Linked DNA regions of Mus musculus: region 1 is linked to region 2. The links are chromatin contacts, called in public promoter capture Hi-C maps. All regions are on one chromosome and are shown on one strand. Each heading gives the region's core, a stretch centred on a gene start, on an enhancer-like site or on the middle of the called end of the contact. The rest is flanking DNA. Distances are from core to core; before and after follow the strand shown.

Region 1 (6,722 bases), core at 3,603-6,102, 77 kb before region 2:
TTTGCTTCTAAGTTAGATGTTTGTTAATCCCTACACTACCCCCCTGAAACATTTGACCCTATGTATGTCCATGGGTGAATGTGTGCATGTGTGTCCCTTTAACGTAGAATAGTCACAAACTGTCTACTAACACATATCTAAAATTCTGCACCTACGCCTTGATGAAACTCAACTCATTTAACAGTAATGGCTAATAGATAATCCTGGAAAATGTTTAGGCTTTAGTATTTTAGCACAATTTTAGTGTTGCTGAGTTCACCATAAGACAATCACGGCATCCGTGCAGCGAGCACTTACTGTCATAAAGCTCTTTCCCAAGTTGCTCACGTTAAATCAGGTTATGCTTCCAATAGCAGACATGATGGGGCCCACCATTGCCTTTCCTGCATTTACAAATTGGAAACAGAGTCTCAGCTAGGTGCCATGTCTCCCCATTTTACAAATTAGAAGTAGAGCCCTGGCCAGGGGCCAAGTTACTCAGGCCTCAGTAGTGGGACAGATCTCCTGCACACCAGCCTAGCTCTGAACTCAGCACTCAGATAGGCAGCCATTGCCACTGCCATGAAAGGGACCTGCTGTCACAGTCTTAAGTGGTTTTGTAAACATTGCTTCTTGAGAGTTTGACTAGAGAGTCAGCAAAGACTCAATTACTCTATATTTTGAAATGTTCTCAAAAATCTGACTGATCCTGAAGATGTACAGGTCTAGTTTTTTATTAAATAGCAATAAGGCATGCTTGCACCTAAGGCAGCCATACAGGTGAGAAATGGGTCGTTCCTGTTATGTGAGTCTTGAGAGCATTACAGAAGCTGATCGTGAGTGTCTGGGTAGTTGTGCGTTCCCTAGGCAAGGGGAGGTAAGAGAAGAGCTGTGCAGGGGAGTTTAAGGAAGGGTTAAAATCAATGCCATCCACCATGCTAATGATCCCATTATATTTTCATACCCACAGCAGTACAGAATTGAGAATCCAGGAAATACCCTTTCTAAATGAGGCAAATGCTCACTAACTCTCTGTAGTTAACTACAGGTATATGGATGATACCATCCCTATCACTTTCTACAGTTATTCTTAGAGGTCATTAGCCCAACGCCACCCTAACACACCCTCCTGATAGCAAGAGGCCTGTCCCTTCTGGACTACACTTAAGGCTAACTAATTTATGTTTGCTACTTATCTTCTGCAAATCTACTGGGGTATCAGAAGATATCACCTCGATAACATCTCATCTTCAGCACAAACTTGAGAAATTAAAAAAAAAGAAGTCCATATGACGGTAAAAAGAAATGTTTTCACCATGCAAGCAGGATTTGTTGCATTACTCAATGCAAGCATGCTCACCAGCATGGTTTTTTCTACTGTCTCACTGTTAAGCTAACATTCTAAAACTCCAGCTTAGCATTTCAAGTATAGTGTGATTAAAATACCCTTGCTGTGGGCTGCTTTTGGAAATACCCACTTCACCCTAGCTTCTAAGCATGGTCACTGGAGAGAGATAACCCAAGTAAGGGCCTGGCATTGATGCTAGCCCACCGTTTTCTCCATTTTCTCTAATTATGTCTGCTTTAAAAGCAACACTTCTCTCACTTAAGAGGAGTGAGAAGGAAGGTAGATTTCCCAATGATTGTTCTAGCTGGCAACTGGCCTTAGAATTTCCACAGCCTTCAGGTTTCAGGTTTGGAACTTAAAACAGCCGCTGACAAAAGAACTGTATTGACCCAAGTCTGACCTTTGACTTCTCCCCCAAACTGATGGAGAGAAGATGACAGTGGAGGCTGGTAGCCCACCTGGAGCCCAGGGTCACACATCTTTCCTCAGTCAATGTCAAGAGTGCACACCTTGGCTTTCCCTGGACTGCCTAGGCTGTTTAAGAAGGGCTGTGGTAATATAGGAGCAGTTGAAAGGACTTTAGATTCAATTTAGAAATGGAGAAAAGAGGGACTCTGTCACACTCATACCCCATAACACATGACAACACTCTAGACAAAACATCAATGTCCTAGAAGACGAAAAGCTTGCAGCTGTGTTGATTCTGATATAAGGAGAGAGACCCTGTGTATGTGGCCAAACATGGGTGAAGATCTAACACCTTTGCGGGGAGTTAACATTTTATTTTCCCCACCGACAGAGCAACATTTCTAAAAAATCAACCTCTATCCACTAGACTCATGCTCAGCTCGTAGGAAAACAGAACACAGGTTAACAGTGCAGCACCCTCTGTCCAGTCAACAAGCCTGCCTGTACTCCTCTTGGTGTACAGAAACAGTCTGTGTTGAGCCTTGAGGAGACACAAGTCCGGTTGTTTACTAATCCTGAGCAGGTTACCTGGCTCCCCAGTGAGCTCCGTGAACATGGGTTTAAGCTCCATTCTACACTGAGATAAGAGGCACTGGAAAAAGAAAATGACAGGCTGAAGGAAGGAAACCGAGGCATGTTCTTGTGGTCTCCATGTTGTCTCCATCCCCAGCATCTACCTATGCTTGTCCTTGGCTCAGAGAGGGATGCTCAGGTGCAGTATTAGGAGCAAAGACTGTGCTGAGCTGGATGAATGCATCATCCACATTTGTGGGCTGGGTATACTGATATTCTTAGGTTCACTGTCTTATGTCCTTAGCGCCACTGAGATACTTTTACTAACATACATATTTTATTTCTTCCCAGCACCACAAGCCCCAAAAGTTCGGGATGCCAAGGTTCCTCATGAGAGCAACACTCTCTCTGAAGAGATGCACATGGGTCAGAGCATAGGAGCCTGACCAACTCTCTCTAAAAAAGAAATTTAAAGCAGTAAGTAGTGTATGTGTGTGTTATATTTGTGTGTTGTGTGTGTGTATTTGTGTGTTGTGTGTGTGTATTTGTATATGTATGTGTGTATATGGTGTGTATATTTGTGTGTAAGTGTGTGGCATATATGCATATATGTGTAGTGTATGTATGTGTGTGGTATATATGTATATATGTGTGTTTGCATGTATGTAAGTATATATGTGTGTGTATGTGTATAGTGTAAGTATATATGTGTATGAATGTGTCTATGTATGTGTGGTATGTGTATGTATGTGTGTGCATGTGTTTATGTAAATGAATGTGTTGCTAACCTTCAAGGGCTATTCAAATATTTTTGGCACATTAGCTGGTTTTGATTCTCTCTCTCCATGCCATGTGTTTCATTTTGATGCAGAGCCGATGACAGGAGTTTAGTTCATTTAACCAATTCCTATGAGCCATGGGACTCAGCCCATCCCAGCCAAGGGATTTTCCTTCTCCCATAGCAGAGAAAGCAAAACAGTCTGGGAGGTTTTGCAAATGGACAAGTTTAGAAATAGTTCTAAGATTCTGCCTTGCCAAATGCTTCATTAAAAAAACAAAACAAAACTGTTTCCTTTCTACTTCATGCCAAAAAATGTCACCCCCTAAATATATTTTTCCCATATCTGGCCGCATGTCCAGGATTTTTTTTTCTTTTCCAAGAATAAATAATTTTTTCTGGGTTATAAAAATGTCACTTGCTCTATCAGATTAAACACATCTTTATATAGAAAAGGCATTTGAAACATCCCATCAGTGGGCCTAAGGAGGAATTCTTGCTTAGGACAATTTTGTGAATTCAGATGAAATGACAAGTTTTGAATTCCATGCAAGACTCTCAATGGGAATTTCTGGCTTCTTACCTAATGCTTCTTCCTACTTTGCCTCGCTGTGTCCTTTTACTAGAAAGCATGAAAGGAGAATTAATTTCTGTCTTTGAGCATAGCAATACCTGGGCTAGGGTCCTGATGCAAGGTTCTTCTCTGAGCTCCATTTTCTAAGTGCATAGTTGGGAGGGTTCAGCTGCCAGAGTTTCAAGAACCCTAGCTTTTAATAAGTGTGAACTTGCAAATTAGCCGTCAAGTTTAATAGAAAGTGCATAAAGCCGCCTAGAGCCGACCTGAATCCATTTCTCCCCTGGTGCCCTATCGATTCTGTTTTGAGGTGAAGCAGGGAGCACTAGAAAACAGGGAAGCATAGGAGTTGCTTAAGTATTTTCTGTTTTACCAGCTCAGTTTGCTAATTGCATTTGCAAAGTCAAACCGCTGAGTAAGGAGTCAGGAGTCTTGAATGTTGGAAACAGGGCAAAGTGGAAAGATGCTTGAAAGAGCAGCAATATTTATACCTTGAAGTGTGCTAAATATTCATGGGGAAATAAACCTAACGCATTCTATCTCCTAAAGTTTAACACTCCTTCCTTTTGGATGATGAACTACCCTCACCAAGCCCACTGCAGACAAAAAGACTTCTAAGTTGCAATAGGTTATTACCAGTTAGCAGGTTAATTTTTAGTTACTGTTGTTCTGTTGGTGTGTGGAGGGGTGTGTGTTTAAGGGTGGGAGGAAAGTTTCTAGTTCATTACACATGATTCCTTTAAAATATTCTCTCTTGAAAGTTCTTACTACCCTCCCCTTTTAAGCCTAAAACTGCTGGTCTATTGTATTTAGAGAGCCCATAAAGATGAGAAATACAAACATCTCTGAAACTGCATGGCAATCTGTTTTTGAAATGCCACACAGCTGTTTCCGGCAAACCAAGCATCTCTCAAAAATTGGTGATCTATTGAGAAACAAGAGGACGTGACAAGTTTTTCTGCTGTCTCCACTCCCCTGCCATCCTGCCAGAAGTCCTACCAATAACCTTAACATCTGCCTCTCATCTTACTCTGACGCAGCCCTTCCCCCCCCCTGCCATGCATAGGAAATAATTAAGCATTTACATTATGGAAATTATGAAGCAGCTCAAGACACTTACACTTACGTCCTGACGAGCCAGGTCTCCCATGACAAAAATGATAAAAATCCAACTCACTAAGTGTGCCTCCTAGGAACAGCAAATCAGCACGGTGATGTACCGAGTCCGAAATAACAGCCTTCATCTGTTCCAACTGGTTTAGTGCCGGTGCTATAAAAAATAAATGATGGAAACCCGGAGCTGCAGACGAAACACAAGTCCTCTGTGCGTGTCTTATGTGGCAAGGAAGCAGAAAGAAGAAGTGTGGTCCTGTCAATTCATCAGAGGGGGCTTGTCCCATGCTGACAGGTGGCTATACATATGCTGTCAGGGCATTCATTACTGTGGGCACAGGGCAATGCTTGGTTCAGTTTTCATAAATGGCAGGAAGTTAAACACATGCATGCCTGCTAGAATTCCTCTGGTGTAGAAACATGACCCTATGGGATGTCACTGCAGAGTGGGCAAGCTGGGTTCTTTATGGTGTTTGTGGGTTTTCTTTATTGCCTTTGCCAAAGGGTAATTTTCAGCACCAGGATGTCCTGTGACATAAAGAAAGCTAGAGAGTGGTGCAGTAAAGACTGGAAGGTCACTCAGTCTGTGCTACGGCAAGCAGTGATGCTAAGTGTATAACAGCAGCTTGGACAAGAACCAACTGCAAATACTGATGTTTTGGCTTATGCTACGAGCCCATGATGCACAGAGACTGCGTGAAAGCTACAAAGCTGACACTGTGGTGTTCCATGCATAGATATAACAATGTTCGTGATCCTATGTATGAGAAATACAAGACAAAGTCATCAAGACAACACCATGTTAGGGGCCGAGGATGTGGGTTTAGTTGGTACAGTGCTCGGCATGCAGAATGAAGAAGACCTGAAGTCCAATTCTCAGTATCCATGTATGAAGCCAGGCATGGCTGCGAAGCATCTATAATCCCTGCATGGGAGACAGACAAAGGAGGATCCCTAGAGCTTTCCAGCCAGCGAATCGAACCTAATTGGTGAGTTCCAGGCTCAGGGAGGGATCTTGCCTCAAAAAGCAAAGTGGAGACTCAATTGAGGAAGACATCCAGTGTTGACTTGCAGCCTTTATATGCACATGCATGATGCAGTCCTACACACACACACACACACACACACACACACACACACACACACACACACTTGAAATCTCTAGCATTCTGTAGGAAAACCTTAAGGCTCTTTTGTTCCTTTGTGCCTCTCATACTTTAAACAGAAGCCACGCCTGAGACTGGCCTTTCCTCTCACCTTTCATTCTGTTCTTTAGTTTGTGGTCTTCTTTGGACACAGCATCAAATAAACTGAGAATATGGTTCTGTTTTCAGTATCTGTTTTAATTACAAGCCACAAATCACATCCTGGCCAGTTGACAGGAGCAAACCCAGCTTGGCCTTCCTGGTAATTACTAAGATGTGCATCTCCTTCACGGTACTCTGTGCTCCAGTTGATCCTGGTCTGTATCTAGTTGTCTTTCATCTTGCTTTTCAGACCCCTTGTGCCTGGGCAGCCTTTTCTCCTTCCTGAGTCACAGGCTTGTTCCAATTTTTCTTAGCTTGCCTTCCTTGGTTTCTCAGCTTCTTTACTTTATTTCCAGTTTAACTTGTTCCACTGGCTTGTTTTTCTGTTAATATTTGGCGAAGACAACGATGCCTAGTCCTCTGAGACCTCGTCCTGGGTCAAACAGTTTTTGTATAGAATTTAAACAACACCAAGGATCTTCTTTTTCAAGCCAGTTGACTAGCATTTTTATGGCTACTCAATTTCTAAGATAGGCAGGAAATAAAAACCAACTGACCAACCAAGCAACCAACTGATAGCAACAACAACAACAACACCAACACAAAACATAAACAACACACCATGAGCATGACTGTGTGTCTGACCTGGCTTGGAACTCTGCTATTCATTGGCCACTTGGCACAACGATAGTATAGATCTTG
Region 2 (6,954 bases), core at 1,883-4,382:
ACCGAATGGAATAGTTCAAAATGTTCGAAATCACGCTTCTTTTGCCGGGCAGAACCATTCAATATATTATCTCCCCAGACTCTCAGGGACAGGGGAATTACAAAGATCTGACAAAATCAGCTCATTTATTTAGCTAACGTGTTTTGAGTTCTGCAAAGGGCTGGGTACAGAAATCAGGTGAAATAACATTAAAATTGAAAATGACAAGATTTCCATAAGACCCATCCTTATATATGGAGTCATGTCTTGCATTACTAAACTCCCTTATTTATAGATTGAGAAGAGATTAGAACACTGCCCATCCATGGATTATTATAATGACCACATGCTGAGAGCATGCTCACAAAACGTCATGTGCACCATCTCATCCCTGTGCCTGCTGCGCATCTCCTCTACCCAAGAGTATCCACATACTCATCAGCACCATTATCGCTTCTGCTGCCTTAGAAACCCACGAAGGAGGTATTTACTGAAGGGGGTTTATGTTGGTAAAGGAGCAGGGTCAGGAAAACTGGGCAGGGAGGAAAGCAAACTTCTGATGAGGCCTTCATTAAAATAACTTAGCTTGTTTCTCTGATGAAACTGACAAAAGGAGGAAGAGTCTCTATTGGCCAATGAGAAGTTCATCATGGTGGAGAGCCATGGTAGGAGGAACATGGCAGCTGGTCACATTATATCCATTGTCAGGTAGGAGGGAGGGAGAGGGAGGGGGCGGGGGAGACAGAGATAGAGGGGGAGAAGACAGAGAGAGACAGAGGGGGGAGAGGCGGGGAAGGCAGGGAGGGAGGAGAGAGAGAGAGAGAGAGAGAGAGAGAGAGAGAGAGAGAGAGAGAGAGAGAGAAGGAGACAGAGAGAGACAATGAGAGAGAGATTATGCTGGTGCTATAGACCACATTTTGAATGGTTCCTCCCTACTTCAATTAACTTAATTCAGATGTGCTCTCATTGAGTTACCAGGGGCTTGTCTCCTAGGTGGTTCTAGATAGCATCAAGCTAACAATAGTAACCTCACGGTTTTAACAGAGGCAGTTAGGGGGCTGAGATGACCCTTCCAGTTGGTCCCAAGTCCCCATGCAATTGGATAAGTAAACCCCTTGTTCTGAAGGGAAGATATGGGGGCTGGAAGTATCCATTAATGTCATAAATACACTCTGGGCCTTGGCACACCATGAGGCAGTTCTTAAAGGCACATAATCATTTTATTTCCTTTCCATATCATAAGAAGAAAGAAAAGACACCATTGTCATGATAGGAAGCTCCAAATTATACCTGACCCTTGAAGGACCTCAAGAGGCCTTGAGTCTACGCTCCGCTGAAGTGGTCCAGAGGCACGGGCCGTACAGTGATGCCCTCAAACTCTCCCATCTCCATACTAATTGCACTCTAGCTTCCATTCTGTGTATTAAATGAGAGATTCCCAGGGAAGGAGAAGCTCAATTGGTTAAAGTGCCACCTTGTGATTGAGCTCTCTGCAGCAACTCTCACGCATGATCCAGCCCCAACTTGGCTGACCAATCCCTGTAAAGATGTACTCTCTGCATCTTTAACCTGCTGCAGCTGAATCTACTTTCTCAGTGTGGTTTTTACCTTTGTTCCCATTGATGTGCGATGAAAGGACACAGACAAGGATTGCTCTGTCACCCATATTAAAACAGTCCTTTATTTTGAAATGTGCACAGGTCCCACAACTTGACTCTGATTTGTAATGTATCCAAACCAGTACATGTCCTTGCTCCTTGGACTATCTCTGTTCTTAAATTGTGACAATCATGCCGTGGGCTTTCTAACCCATGCAGGAAGGATTTGGCAACTATCTTTCATGCTCTTGGGCCTCTTTCTCTAGATGGTTTCATGCTAAAACCCTAATATGTAACTGTAACCTCTTTGTATGAAGAGCATGATGTGGCTGAGAAACCAAAGCTTAAGCCAAACCTGTTGTAATCATTCTTTAATACAGTGAACTTGTTTTTTTCAGTGCTAGTGAAGGCGTCCACGCAGACGTATGTACAACTCACTTTTGTCTCTGATCATAAATATTGAGATCTTAGTAGAGACCATCTTTGTAAAAGGATTTTTCTCAAGTGCTACTAAAGTGATCATGCGAGTGCACACACACACACACACACACACACACACACACACACACACACACACACTTAATAAAAATATTGGCCAGAATGACACAAAACTTTGAGGAAAGGAATTTTAAAGTAAAAAGAAATTGATATGAGCACATGGGGGAGTGAATTAGATGCTTGGATAAAGCAGACAGAGAGAGTTCTGCTCACCCAGTGAAAGAGAGATGAGATGTTTTATAAGACACACTGTCGTTTTTTGGTGTGCAGTATTTATAAAATGTGAACACCTACTCAAAGCTTATGCATTGCCTTAAAATAGCCCTGAAGATACATCATAAAGAATATCAGCTGTCTTTCATTATCAGCCAATGATCTAGTCAATTCATGGCTCCATACAAGTCAGAATTGTGTTTCCACTCAACTTTTAAACAGATTAAAACAAATAATCTGATTTTCAGACTCATATCTCCGGTGGAAATGACTTCATTGATCTGACTGGGAGGAGAATGAGGAGGGCAACATTCCTACATTGTTTGTCTTTGAGTTCAAGATCAAATGTCAGATTTCCTTCATTTTCTCAAGGGTTGTCAGCCCCAGCTCTGACGGAGTTTTAAGAGTCACCATGGTAATTAGAAATCATTTGATTATGTCCACATCGGCCATTTTTTTTTCATATTAAGGCTCACCCCTTCATTCTCCACATTCCTTTCTACTTCCTTGGTGATCACTGCTCATCCAGATGTAGCAGATTGAAAGATATTTAAGAAAACGACGAGATAAATCAGACAGTATTTTGCTTGTCCATCCAGATGCTTCTGGGTCATAATTTAGAGAAAAAGTCACTATGTGACTTATTAGAAATTACCCAGTAAGAATATCTATACAATACCTATGCAGAAGAAAGAGAGCTAGCACACATACAGTACTTTCAGGGTGATGCAAGTTTTTTGTTTGCTTTCGTGTTTTGTTTTGCTTGGCTAGTGCTTTATCAATGAGCTACATCTCTAGCCCCTGGGTTTTTGAGACAGGATCTCATTGTACCCTGGAATGTGCTATGTAACCCAGGCTGACCTTGAACTTGTAGTCTTCCCAGTGCAACCTTCCTAAGGCTATGATTATAGGTGCCTATGTGCTGTGGCCTCCTTGAATAGACACAGTTTTAACCAAATAGCTCTACACTTGCCTACCACTTGACTTAAGACAGCAATCACAGAAGTTAGGAAGGAAGCAGGTGATTACACATCTCCATAAGCATTGAAGAACTTGAGGCAGTGTCTTTAATGTGTTAAATAAAGATCTCCTTTTGATCTCTAAAGTGTAACCCAGTCTGACTTAGGGTCTGGCTTCTCAGGAAAAAGGAAAAGTGCCTGAAGCATAAAGGTGAAAGTCTCAGGCCTGGTTTCTCACTGGTACTAACCTGCTTTGAAGGTCTAATGTGACTGTCTTAGCTAGCCACCGTTCACGGGGTTGCATGGTTAATTATTTATTTTTCTCGCTGGTCTCCTCGGATTCTTTTCTTATCAAGTTGCTCGGTCTGAACTCCAAACAAACAACCTCCCTGGGGAAGTGAGTGCTTTTACCAAACTGGGTTTTTGTGACATTGGCTGAACAGCTTTTTTTTTTTCCCTGTTCATTCTCTCATGGTCTCTCTTGTTCTCAGTAACCAGGAGTAGGTCAGGGATCACTGCTGTTGCTGTGTGGGTGTTTGCGGTTTATTGGGCCCTGCTTCTTTTTGATATTTTTTTAGCTTACTGTTTAAATCTCCTACTTCTTTTAAGAGCCATTGTGACTCTCCACTCCTTAGAACCTTTCAGATTTCACTTGATAAAGAAGCCTCTTTGTTCTGTCCCCCAAGGTTTTCTGCTGTTTGAGGATTTGGATCTCTGCCTCTGAAATGGGCTTAGCACACTCATCTCGACCTTGAGTGATTTCATAATTAAAAACAATTAGACAGCCAAGTTGGTATTTTGGGCTTTTCTCTTCTTTCCTCTCAAGACTCCCACAGGAGCAGATTGCTCTGGCCAAATGTGGCAGAAGAAGAGTGAGTAGGTGGGGGAGGGGTGGCAGTGGAGGGGAGTCAGTCCAGCAGTGACTCCATTTCTTCACTAACTTTCAGTCTGAGTTCTAAATAAAGTCTATCACTCTCAAGCTCTTATCTCTTAAAGGTCTTGGACAGTATATCTATGCAGGCTATTTCAAATCATTTTGGGAATAAAAGAGATTCTAGAAATAAAATAGAAGATGATGGCACTCACATGGGTCAAGCAACTTGTCTGATGTTGAGTCAAGAGTCTTCTCGCTTTCTTCATATGGCGAGCCAATTGCTCACCATATAAAGGACCCAATTGAGAACTTAAGAACTGACCACAAGAGTCACCAAGATAGTACCTACCTTCAAGGGAGTGGAGGAAGCCAGAGTGGATGAAGTCCTGAGTGGGTGTGACTTGTTAACCCAGATGCAGTCACGTTAAAGACTAATGCCTCAGTACCATGAGTGTGTGTGGTAGTTTGAATATGCTTGGCTCAGGCAGTGGCACTCTTAGGAGATGTGGCCTTGTTGGAGTAGGTATGGCCTTATTAGAAGAAGTATGTCACTGTGGGGTGGGCTTTGAGACCCTCTTCCTAGCCACATGGGAGTCTGTCTTTTCTTAGCAGCTTTCAGATGAAGTTGTAGAACTCTCAGCTCATCCTACACCATGCCTTGATGATAATGGACTGAACCTCTGAACCTGTAACCCAGCTCCAACTAGTTGTTATCCTTTATAAGAGTTGCCATGGTAGTCAAGGTGTCTCTTTGCAGCAGTGTAACCCTAAGACAGCTTTGCAAAGTCTCTCTCAGTGGAAGCTCAGAGGGATGGAAGTCTTTCTCTGGGAAGTATGAGTGTGAATTCTGACAGTCTGTAGAAAACACTCACTATTAATGAGATTTTGTCTTTTGTTTGTATTATAATGCTAAATACTGCCCCCCCCCCAAGGACTGATTGCCCCCAGGGGTAATCGAGTCTGCTGGTACCCAAGTGACATATCCAGTGACCTGTCCTCTAATTATCCCTGGTTGGTGAATAAAGATGTCTACAGCCTATAGCCAGACAGAATTGAGATAGGCAGGGTCTGGGGAGAACCATGAGAGGAGAGAGAAAAAGGTGGAGAGAGGAGGAAGCCACCATGGTGTAGGTAAGCCTCATGAGGGCTAGTCAAATGGAGTTAAGAACTGTCCAGATGGAACATGGCAAAGTAGGAAATGAGGTTAATGATGGGGAAATAGATTTTAACAACATAGAGGGCAGATATCTTCCCAGCTATGGTGCTGATTAAGGCTTATTGTAAATATAGAAGTTGTGTGTCCTTTATCTGGGAACTGAATGATCAAAAGCCGGTGGAAGCCTTAACTGAGATGAAATAATTTTGACAACACACCAGAGCTTTCTCCCCCAGACAAATGTTTATGGCCTGAAGACAGCTTCCCTGGAAAGGCTGCACTAACCCAGGTTAGCTAAATATCCCTCCTTGATTCAGCTGTGTGCAGTAACCCCACATCCCTGTTCAACTGTATAAAATAAATACTTTGGGCTTCTGGAGGCTGTGACTTCTCCATCTGAGATCCCAGATTTTCTGTGTCCATGTTTCTGTCTGTCCATGCATTTGTCTTTTCTTTGTTCTCTCATTGTTCCAATCAAGTAGAGTCTCTGGAACTGTGCAAGGACTTGGCACCCACCCTCAAGGAATGGTAGTCTAGACTAGAACATGATACTCTTGAGTCCCCTCTCCACTCATTCTGTGATACCGCTAGTGTTTTTAAAAGTCTATTTCTTGAGCTTGGCACAGTGGCCTCCCCTGTAATCCTAGCACTCTGGAGGCTGAGCTAGGAGAATTGTGGGTTCAAAGGCAGGCTGGACTATACAGCAACATCCTGTTCCAATGCAGGAAAGAAAACAAATAGGGCAACACACTCCATGTTTTTCTAACTAGGGCCAAGTGGAGTCAGACTGAAGTTGGCAAGGCCTCAACTCTCGCATTTCTACATTAGCATCAAGAGCAGTGCCTTGCTAACACAATGGCCGATTAAATAATTCCCTCAAAAAGAAGACGTCACCACGGCGTTAAGCATACAACAATGGCTCAATACATGCTGTGATTATCACCCATGTTCTCTGTTCATAAATATACCCTACCCTGTCATGAAAAAGAAAAAAATGGATACATTTAAAACTTATGAATATTTGTTCTCTTCATATTAACTCTTTGCAATGTGTTCACTTAAGACTTGCTAGTTTCTATCAAATGCACCATTTTAGATGCAGTTACTCCTTTATTCACAATCCAGGAAGGTAGTGAGACTTCAAACTCATAGAAATGCTGTATGCATCTACATATGCATACGTGATAATGAACATATTATACATATATTATATATGCCTATGTTACATATACGTGTACTGTATTCTTAAATTTTAGGATGTGCCTTTGCTTAAGAGACGCACACTCTGTGTATATAAATAGTTAAAGCAGCAATTCACCCAGATCAACTCTAGTGAAATGATCATCCTGTTCCATTTACCTAGTTCGCCTCTGCCCATTTTGGATGCTTATAGATGAAGTTACTCCCACATATTTTGCTTTAGAAGCTTTAAAAAAATGGATTTATGGCAAATTAGAGGAAGAGTGTATATGGCAAAGCCGCAATTCATTTTGGTTTTTGTATATTAAAACACCATTCAAGAAGAGTTGGTGACACAGAATTATTCCATTTCTTAATTTCATTTTATTTTTGTGCCTTTGTCTTATATTTATCCCAAACTTAGATTGGTCTTATTTGTCTAGGTGTGGCTACCTTTGCAGAAGACTGACCCAGAAGCACGTTTGCTTATGGTTGCCC

The links. Capture Hi-C pulls out chosen DNA fragments and counts their contacts.
Region 1: a contact with region 2 is called in a promoter capture Hi-C map of pancreatic islet. The contact joins two enhancer-like sites. A contact is called at or near these places in 5 of 484 Hi-C or Micro-C datasets (3T3-L1-derived adipocytes, Sertoli cells, cerebral cortex and 2 more) and 3 of 9 other capture datasets (adipose tissue, liver and pancreatic islet).

Annotation. Positions count from the first base shown.
Region 1 is chr8:45,686,506-45,693,227 of GRCm38.p6, reverse strand. All of the region lies in intron 2 of Sorbs2 (sorbin and SH3 domain containing 2), which reads right to left. Among named protein-coding and RNA genes, the nearest start is that of Gm30635, 11 kb to the right of the region's middle. Within about 2 kb of position 4,852, at least 21 of the 459 cell types and tissues checked have an H3K27ac peak or open chromatin away from gene starts, as enhancers often do. A contact at or near this core is called in pancreatic islet, where this site is marked.
Region 2 is chr8:45,607,674-45,614,627 of GRCm38.p6, reverse strand. All of the region lies in intron 1 of Sorbs2 (sorbin and SH3 domain containing 2), which reads right to left. Among named protein-coding and RNA genes, the nearest start is that of Gm16351, 6.2 kb to the right of the region's middle. Within about 2 kb of position 3,132, at least 45 of the 459 cell types and tissues checked have an H3K27ac peak or open chromatin away from gene starts, as enhancers often do. A contact at or near this core is called in pancreatic islet, where this site is marked.